Regions from separate parts of the Gossypium hirsutum genome. Here all the other regions are linked to region 2. A link is a contact called in public Hi-C data. All regions are on one chromosome and are shown on one strand. Each heading gives the region's core, a stretch centred on a gene start, on an enhancer-like site or on the middle of the called end of the contact. The rest is flanking DNA. Distances are from core to core; before and after follow the strand shown.

Evidence for each region. A called contact is a pair of places that touch in the nucleus more often than the background predicts.
Region 1: a contact with region 2 is called in a Hi-C map of leaf, with 2.6 times the contacts expected there. The contact joins the promoter of LOC107886142 here to the promoter of LOC121203592 in region 2. A contact is called at or near these places in 9 of 34 Hi-C or Micro-C datasets (callus, hypocotyl, leaf and 1 more).
Region 3: a Hi-C map of leaf shows a contact between it and region 2, with 2.6 times the contacts expected there. The contact joins the promoter of LOC107886139 here to the promoter of LOC121203592 in region 2. A contact is called at or near these places in 3 of 34 Hi-C or Micro-C datasets (all in leaf).

What each region holds. Positions count from the first base shown.
Region 1 is chrA03:17,955,883-17,958,987 of Gossypium_hirsutum_v2.1, forward strand. LOC107886142 (protein EMBRYO DEFECTIVE 514) reads left to right here and starts at 1,727. Exons shown (of 2, transcript XM_016809989.2): 1 at 1,727-2,327; 2 at 2,849-3,105. The coding sequence starts at 1,974. LOC107886141 (pentatricopeptide repeat-containing protein At1g74630) reads left to right here. Exons shown (of 1, transcript XM_016809987.2): 1 at 1-1,397. The coding sequence ends at 1,184.
Region 2 is chrA03:18,485,062-18,488,333 of Gossypium_hirsutum_v2.1, forward strand. It overlaps LOC121203592 (transcription factor MYB34), which reads left to right and starts at 1,901. Exons shown (of 3, transcript XM_041096780.1): 1 at 1,901-3,272. LOC121219118 (a long non-coding RNA gene) reads left to right here. Exons shown (of 3, transcript XR_005915840.1): 3 at 1-1,567.
Region 3 is chrA03:17,917,278-17,920,299 of Gossypium_hirsutum_v2.1, forward strand. LOC107886139 (activating signal cointegrator 1) reads right to left here and starts at 1,443. Exons shown (of 4, transcript XM_016809983.2): 1 at 1,186-1,443; 2 at 102-785; 3 at 1-2. The coding sequence starts at 1,335. It overlaps TRNAL-CAG (transfer RNA leucine (anticodon CAG)), which reads left to right and starts at 1,564; the gene lies at 1,564-1,644.

The DNA.
Region 1 (3,105 bases), core at 477-2,976, 530 kb before region 2:
TCTTTGATGAGGCTTTTGCGTACTTTAGGGAGTTGCGAATGATAGGGTTGAGACCGAATGAGGTTAGCTTGACTGGGGTGCTCTCAGGCTGCGCACAAGTTGGGGCATCTGAGTTTGGTAAAATCTTACATGGATTTATTGAGAAATCTGGGTTTAATTGGATTCCTACCGTGAACAATGCACTTGTGGATATGTATGCAAGGTGTGGGAATGTAGGGATGGCTCGATTAGTTTTTCGGAGTATGCTACATAAAAGTGTTGTTTCTTGGACATCAATGATAGAGGGGCTTGCAATGCACGGTTATGCGGAAGAGGCGATACGGGTTTTCCATGAGATGGAAGGATGCGGAATTAGGCCAGATTGGATTACCTTTGTTTCACTCCTATACGCTTGTAGTCATGCCGGGTTGATTGAACAAGGATGTAACTATTTTTCTACGATGAAGGATGTGTATGATATCGAACCTACAGTTGAGCACTATGGCTGCATGGTTGATTTGTATGGTCGAGCTGGTTACCTGCAGAAGGCTTATGACTTTGTATGTCAAATGCCAATAACGCCTAATGCTATAATTTGGCGAACTCTTCTTGGTGCTTGCGGCATTCATGGGAATGTTGAGTTGGCAGAGCAAGTAAAGGCGAGACTTTTTGATCTAGAACCTGATGATTCGAGTGATAATGTGCTGCTGTCAAATATTTATGCAGTTGCAGGGAAATGGAAGGATGTCGCCACTGTGAGGCAGTCAATGACAGATCAGAAGATTAAGAAAACACCTGGTTGGAGTATGATCGAAGTTGACAGGACAATGTATAGGTTTGTGGCAGGGGAAAAAACGAATAAGACTACAGCAGAGGCTTACGAGAAGCTTAAGGAGATAATTAAAAGGCTTAGGCTTGAGGGAGGTTATGTTCCTGAAGTTGCAAGTGTGTTGCACGATGTAGATGAGGAAGAAAAGGAAGATTCGGTATCCAAACACAGCGAGAAGCTTGCTGTAGCTTTCGGGATCTCAAGGCTTTGTAAGGGGAGGGTTATAAGAATAGTAAAGAATCTGAGAATATGCAGAGATTGTCATACTGTTATGAAGTTGATCTCTAAGGTTTATGGATTAAAACTTGTTGTCAGAGATCGAAGTCGGTTTCACTCATTCGATGATGGCGCTTGTTCTTGCAAAGATTACTGGTGATTTGAGAAGAAATTCGAGTCTTCAACTGTTGGAATGCCATCAATTTCGGCACACTGAACGAAAGCAGAGGTGCAGACAAGTATGGCGAGGCTGTATCAAATTTTTGAGTCTTTCATCAAATATGGGTGGAGATATTCACCTGAACCTGATTGTGTTCAAGTGGAACTAATCGATTTTAGATGACTGTGAATATTGATCCACTTTGCACCAAAACAAATTATTCTTAATGCCTTTAACATTACACAATATTTTGTGTTGCAGAAAGCAAATTATGAACTACACAAATATGATATATATTTAATATGGACACAAAAAGCTTCATAGCTCCAACCTATACAAGGCCGCCGCTTACTAACCGCTGGTTCTATCCCGGCCAAGCAACCAAAGCCGGGAACCTAGGTGGGAATCTATCTAATCTTGTAAGGTCTTCTGATAGATACCAAAAATAAAACCAACCGGTTTATTAAACTATCCATACCAACCGGTTTATTAACAAGTCATTGAATTATACAGTCACATCAACAAAATTTAGGTATCAAATTGGATATTTTAAAAATAGAGATATCACATTAAAACAAACCCTAAAAGACTGGGCCATTCATGACATTATCCCAAAAAATTATCAAAACCGTCTAGCGTAGTGGCCGAGTGGGATTTAGCACACTTGTAATTATTAAGGAAGCAAGGTATAAAGCCTCTTTTTCTACCCATGAAAAACTAAACAAAACCTCTGTGCAAACTCCTCCACTGCCGCCAAACGTTCTAGGGTTTGAAATCTTATCTTCCTCAATGGCGGATAAAGAGCCGTCGCCGGAGCCCGCCGAGGCCAACTCACCATCTGAAGACATGGATCTCGAAAACCTTGACTCCTCCGCCCAAAACCCTAATGCCGGGGACGACGCCAACGGTGACTCCAAATCGAAGCGCGGGAGAGAGGAAGACGGCGAAGAAGCCGAAGACGTTTCCAAAAAGCAGAAACTGGAGAAGTCCGTAGAGGAAGAAAGGCTGGAGAAGAAGTCAGATGAGTCACCAGAGTCGGGTCGTGTACGGCTCGGTCCGAAGGAGTTCGGGTCGTCTTCGGAGATGTTGGATTACTTTTGCTATTTGCTTCATCATTGGGGTACTCAACTGAACTTTAACAAGGTACTAATTAAATTATCTTCTTCTTCTTCTTCTTTTTGTTTTTTTTGGTTTCGCTGTTAGTTCTCATTGGTAGTTGATGATCTATTTTATGTAGAAGAAGAAATTTTTTTATTTTTTGTTTGTATCAGTAGTAGCATTACAATTATAGTTTTGATGGTGAATGAAGATAGTAGATGATTGCACTGGCATAAAGGTGTAAACTTTTTAGTTTCATGAAGCTTGATGTTGTAATTGTTTATTAGAAGCCAAGTATAACATTACTCTATGGGAAAACATAGAAGTAAAATTGAAAATACCCTGTGTCATATGTATATCAAAATCTGATACTCGCACTTGAGTCTAAGTAATATAGATTGGCGTTTTAATATTGTTTAGTTTGAGGAAAGGCTGCTTTGTAGGAATGATAGAAAATGCACATAAGGTTCATTGCTTTTATCTTATATTGTCAAATTTGATCCTTAGGCACTGAAATATTTGAATTTTTGTTTCATATTGCGATCATTTTTGGCTTTGTGTTGCAGTATGAACATATGGTATTGCTGGATTTGCTTAAAAAAGGTCATCTAGAGCCTGAGAGAAAGATTGGTGGAGGGGTCAAAGCTTTCCAAATCCGTATTCATCCACAGTGGAAGAGTAAATGTTTCTTTGTGATTAGGGATGATGAAACTATGGATGACTTTAGCTTCCGGAAGTGTATTGATCATATACTTCCCCTACCTGAAGATTTGAAGGGAAAAAGCGATTCAAACAGGGCATCGGGTGGCGGTGGCGGTTGGAG
Region 2 (3,272 bases), core at 651-3,150:
TTAGGATTTTCATTATTTTCGGCTGGTCTGCCTTTTGGCAGCCGCCGATACAAAATTAACTTCCAACAATTCTTTACTTCGTATCACCGTAGAATTTACCTCATCACTTCTTGATAAGTCTTCTGCTTCCTCTCTAGCTCTCTTATGACCTTCCTCTCCAATTAGCATATTGTCTTCAAGGTCATGATCCATAGCAATGGGCAAATAAATCGGGTTGGAACTGTCGCCTACTTGATAAGACTTCGACAAACTTCCTTCCAAATTGAATCCTAATACAGGATCTATGTTCTTCCTATTTTCTGTCGAGTTTCCAGCAGCCTCTAAAGTACTCCCAGATCTTTGACATCCCACACGATTTCTTCCCCAATCCCCTTCTCCTTCCTCACGGAGCCATACACTTTTCATAGCCAAAGCTCTTTGAGATTGAGCTCTTAAAGATAAATCCCATCCTATCTCAGCAATTTCCACTCCCAACGACATTTTTGCTTCACAGAAAGAATCACTATGTCCTAATTTACCGCAAAAAAAAAGCAAAAAAGTGATAAACGTTCATACCTAAAATGAACATATAAGCATTGTCCATTAAACATAAGCCTCTTCTTTCTTTTCAAAGAACGCCGAATGTCAACTTGGACTCTTATACGCATATAGTTACGGTTCTCCTTCCCCAAACTAGAGCCATCATACTCCATGAAGACCCCTATAAAGTTTCGAATTTGTGCTGCCAGGTTCTCAGAATAGAAGCCAATAGGGATATTATTAATTTGAACCCAAAAGGGAGAATAAATAAGAGGGACTTTTAGGGGATCTTCTCCCCACTGCAATTGATATAATAACAATAAATGATTATTGAAAGTCCAAGGAGAACCCTTTAACACCCTTTCCATATCCATAACATGAAAAAACTGAAACAAATACCTTTTTTTCTCCTAAATCTCGAATTTGAACACCCCTTACCGGATGCCACAGATTGCCCATGGTATTTTTCATTGCTTAAAGTGGATTGTACTAGCTGTCAAAAAACAACCCACTAACGTAGATACTCCCATCATCCTTTCTGCAGTTTGCTCAACTTGAAGTTGCAAGATCTCATCTTCCTCCTCATTAATTGTTAATCCAGCAAATTCTACCTCCATATTTTCCTAACAATTTCCTACCAATTACGAATGAGTATACCAAAATACTAATCAGAGAATCAAAAAGCAAATCATGCCGTTTGATTTGAACAAAGACTGAAAGAACAAAAAAACCTAAATTCTGCCAGAGAAAGCAGACAGAGACGTGCTAGGGTAGCAGACTATAGGGAGGAAGGAGAATTTACGTTCTACATATCACAGAATTAAGTATTGGAATAATTAACAAAGGTTGAGGCTTAAAATTCGTAAGTGTCTAAGATTGATTTTTGTTTTTCGTAAAATTCTATCCATATTTATTTTAATTTAAATTTCATCGTTTTTGTATAAAATTATTCTAGTTTAGAAAATTTTATATTAGTGATTCGAATGTAATAATTTTTTATATTGTAGTTGTACTCCTAACAAAATTACTAGTAATATACTTTCTTCGATTTTGGTATTGATAGAATCAGCTGTATCAGGCAATACTAATTATTATGCTTTCATGCCGATTATTGATATAAATTTTTTTATTTTTTAAATTAATTTATTTTTTTATATTTTTATATTTATATTTAAAATATATTAAATATGATTATTAAAATTTCATGGAAAATATGACCATTAAAATAAGTTATTAAACTTAATTAATATAATATTTTTAAACTATTTTTTATTTATATTTAAAAAATTAGATGTTAAATATATATAATTTTGTAAATCGAATTAAATCAATAATTTATATTATATATATCATTAAATTAGACTCTAAAATAAAATCATATTTAATTTAAATTTGGGCAATCCTTGTTTGATTTTTCTAATAACTTAAGCTAAGAGTTTATTTTTAAAAAAATTATAATTGCATTCACACTGTTGAAATAGATATAATTGCAATTAATCAATACAATGAATAACTAGATTAAGAAGCAAAATACATCTAACTTAAATTAAAATAATTCTCAAAGAACTCATTAAAATCTAGAACTTAAAATTGTTACTGTTTCTTTATTACCATTGGTGATGATTTAAGATAAAGAATTATTTTAAGAGTTTGTCTGTTTAGAATGTAATACCTCAATATTCGATCCGATTGTTAGGTTAAGGTATCAAAATATCATATTCTTTGTCAAAGTAATTATAGAAATTTCAGATTGATTTATCTTATTATTTGATTATTGAAGACCGTTTTACTCATTTTAGTAACAATTGAATTTATGAAATAACTATTTATGAGTTAAAGGATCTCATTAAAACATATATGATATTCAATCAAATATAACAAAATTTATAAAAATAACACAATTATTAAAGTTTTACAAATAAGTCCATTGGAGGACTTGCACTTTTAAAGTAGTTTACTCATTTTATGTATATTTCATATTTATTTCTAAATTGTTCCAATTAATTTAATTATTCATAAAATTTTAGCCAATATTCCAAAATCAAATCAATTAACAATTATTCATTTATTATTTTATCAATTCATTTAAACATTCTCACATGTATTAATCATTCCATCACTTATAACCATTTTGTAACATTTTAAATTCATCTACTATTTTTTCCTCCTCATCCTTTATGTATATATATTAGGATATTTAGTTTTTAGCATGACATGTTTATACGTAACATTAACTATAATTCAACTATTTACTTATGTGTTCATATCAAAGTTGTCCACTTGTGTCATAGTCACTAAATTATTTATATCTTGAGCTAAAGATTTCGAAATTAAGATTCGCTTGATGTTTTTGAAACTAGACTCAAATATATTTTTACCATAAAAATTTCAGAATTTTTACTTTATCCAACCAGTAAATTAAATTCTTCAAATTTGCCCCTATTCTGCTACTTGACAGCTTCGACCTTTCTTTACTAAAAATTAATTATCTCTTAGTACGGGGTTTAGATAATGTTTCTATTTTATTCTCTTGAAAATAGAATCATTAATAATTTAAACATATAAATTTAATCCCCTAATAATATATTTAAAATTTTTTATGATTTTCCAAACTCATAATACGAGGACTCGAATCCATTCTGACCTTATCCCACAACAAATAATATATCTCAAAATATAAAATTTCATTTCTTACATTGTTTCTTCCATGCAAAACTAGACTCAATAAGCTTTAGTTTCATATTTGATTCACC
Region 3 (3,022 bases), core at 193-2,692, 570 kb before region 2:
TCCTGAGAAGAAAAAAACATGCAGTGCAAGTGACTTTCAAGCAAACACATGTAGTAATAACCTCTGGTCTCAAAGAGTTAGGATTTAAAAACATGATATACCTCCTTTGATAGCCAACTGTTACCCTCAATCTCATAGTAGTCACTTTGGTCATCAATAACTGTCGTACGTGCTGCAGCGTTTCTGTCATATTCTACAAGCCTTTTTGCGTAAGCTTCAGCTGCTGCTTCAGCATCTGATACAGGAGTGAAGCTTCCTTCAAGACCAGCATACGTGCTCCCTTCTCTAAGCACTAGAGCACCACAGAAATTGCATGGCCCCTCTCCTTCCTGCTCGCAGACTATCTTACCACATGAAAGACAATTACTGACCAGTCTGTGTTGGCGAGCTTGGCACGAGCACGGTTTCCCCTGGTGGAAGACAATCGACCCTTTGGCTGCCTCTGCAAGTGAAACAACTTTACCAGCTTTCTTCTTTTTAGAATTACCTTGGTTCCCTTTATGCATGTTTCTTGAATCACTAGCATCATTCGGGATTCTGTTTTCCTGATTACCAGAAATGACATTCTTTTTTGGTTCAGCCCGATAACTAGAGCCCGCAGCCTCTTTTGGAGTCTTAAATGGTTTCTTCGTTCCACTGACAGAGATTTCACCCGAAGGTGGTTTGACATAGGCTTGAAGTTTCGAAGCAGGGATGGCTGCATTGCCGGTGCAGAGATCTAAGTGACCTCTCCGCCGCAAGTACTCTTCGGTAACAACTTTTCCTGCTTCTTGTCCAATAATATTCTGCAAAACAAATGAAATTTAATACTTCGATAAAGAATAAAGCTATTGCAGCTGAGATTAGGAAACTTGACATGATACTTAATGTTAGATTTTGACTCCAAGAACTTGGCTCAATGGTTAGTGCATGTTTCGAGTTCAAACATCAAAGTTCTAAAAATAATTTGTGAAAATTCTACAATAATAATAATATAATGGAGGGATAATCATTCATAAAAATCAATTATCCATCGAAATTTGAATCATCAAAAATCATCTTGCAAGTTGCCAACACATCTAATATCAACTAAACCCAATCCCAGATCAACAGACACCCTCAAAAACAATCCGCCCTTTCAAATTAAAAGAAAAAAAAGAAATCCATAAACCCTAAACTCATAACAAGAGAGTGAAAGAGAATTACGTCAAGATATTCTTTGGCGTCAAGAGGATGAGCCAACTCGCAATAGGAAACTAACCCAGAAATAATTTCAGCATCCAAATACAAACCCGTCTCTATTTTTTTACACAAATCAATCAAAGCCTTCTCCAGCCATTCTCCTGCCGTCTCCATTATTTTCCTCTCTTGTGCTTCAGCAGAAGATCACAGGGCACTTTTCCGTAAAAAGAAGGGAGTATGATTGGTATAAAGTGGGAAAAATGTAGAGGTCTTGGGAGCCGTAGGTTGCAATCTTTTTGAGCTGAGATGGCAAGATCTTAGTCGTTGACGTTTGTTGGATAAATTTAATTGATTTAATATCAGTGATTAGATAGTTTACCATTAAAACGCCCGACCAAAGATGTCAAGATGGCCGAGTTGGTCTAAGGCGCAAGTTTCAGGTACTGGTCCGAAAGGGCATGGGTTCGAATCCCATTCTTGACAAGAATTTTTATAATTTTTCTTTCCATTTTATTTCAAATTTTTTTAAATTTTTGAATCCCTTATTTAAGTACTTATTCTTTAAAGCCCTTGTTCAACTCTTTTTTTTTTTTGAAGCCCTTATTTAACCCCCTTTTTTTTCTTTTAAGTCCTTATTTCACTTTTAAAATTTTTAAAGCCCTAATTTAACTTATTTTTGCTTTTAAGTCCTTATTTCACTACTTTTTTTAACTTTTGAAGCATTAACTTTTTTTTAGTTTTAAGTATTTAATTTTTTAAAGCCCTTGTTTAACTTTTTTTTATTTTTGAAGCCCTTATTTAACTTTTTTTGCTTTTAAGTCCCTATTTTACTAATTTTTTGGCTAAACTACACATTTAAGCACCCAACTATAAAAAAAATCATTTTATGCACCCAAAATAAAAAATGTATAATTTAAGTACTCGTGTTATATAGTTCATTCATTTTGATCATGTAACACCCCTACTCATATCCGTCGCCAGAATAGAGTGCAATGTATTACCGAGGAGTATGGAACACTGACAGATAATTTAAATCATTTATCATTCAAATACTGAGATTGATTATAAAAGTTCCTTTAATGGACCCTCGAGGTCCAAAGCATGCATTAGGATCGGGTCGGGACTAAATCGGAGTTGTATGAAATTTTTCACAAAATCCCAAAATTTTTCTCATTTACAAGGGTCACACGCCCGTGTGGTGTGGCCATGTGGCTCCATTGGCCGTGTCTCTGAGGCATGTAACTCTCTAACTTGCATCTATGAAGAAACTCGGGTCACACGGGCTTAGTACACACCCGTGTTGTCAGGCCGTGTGTCACACACAGTTATGACACACGCTCGTGTGTCTACCCGTGTGGACAAAAGTTAGGCTATTTTCCAGCCATATTTCTCACTCATTTGATCCTTTATCTTCACTCACATTTAATACATACAAAAACTAATTTAGGATATTCAACCGAGCCTTACACTTAATGCCATTTATCAGTTGTACATTTCATGTAAATAACAAGAAACGTATATCGGCTCAATTCCCATTAAATTTCTCTTGTACTTATACTTTTTCACATTATATATTCATATAACATATAACAATCATACCTCTGTATTTCATATACAGTTTCATAACAATTTGTCTTGGTTTCGAACTACTTCATATTTGAGTTTTACTCATCAAATCATTTGAAACATCATCTTTACACATATAGTGCGATTGAGGTGCACATTCTATAATTATAAATGACCACATTTATCAAACATATTCCATGTTTTTATATATATCATAGTTTCATATTTCCATGTATCAATTACCATTACTTACTCGTATTTTAGACAAATACGTGTAACAATTCATAAACATGCA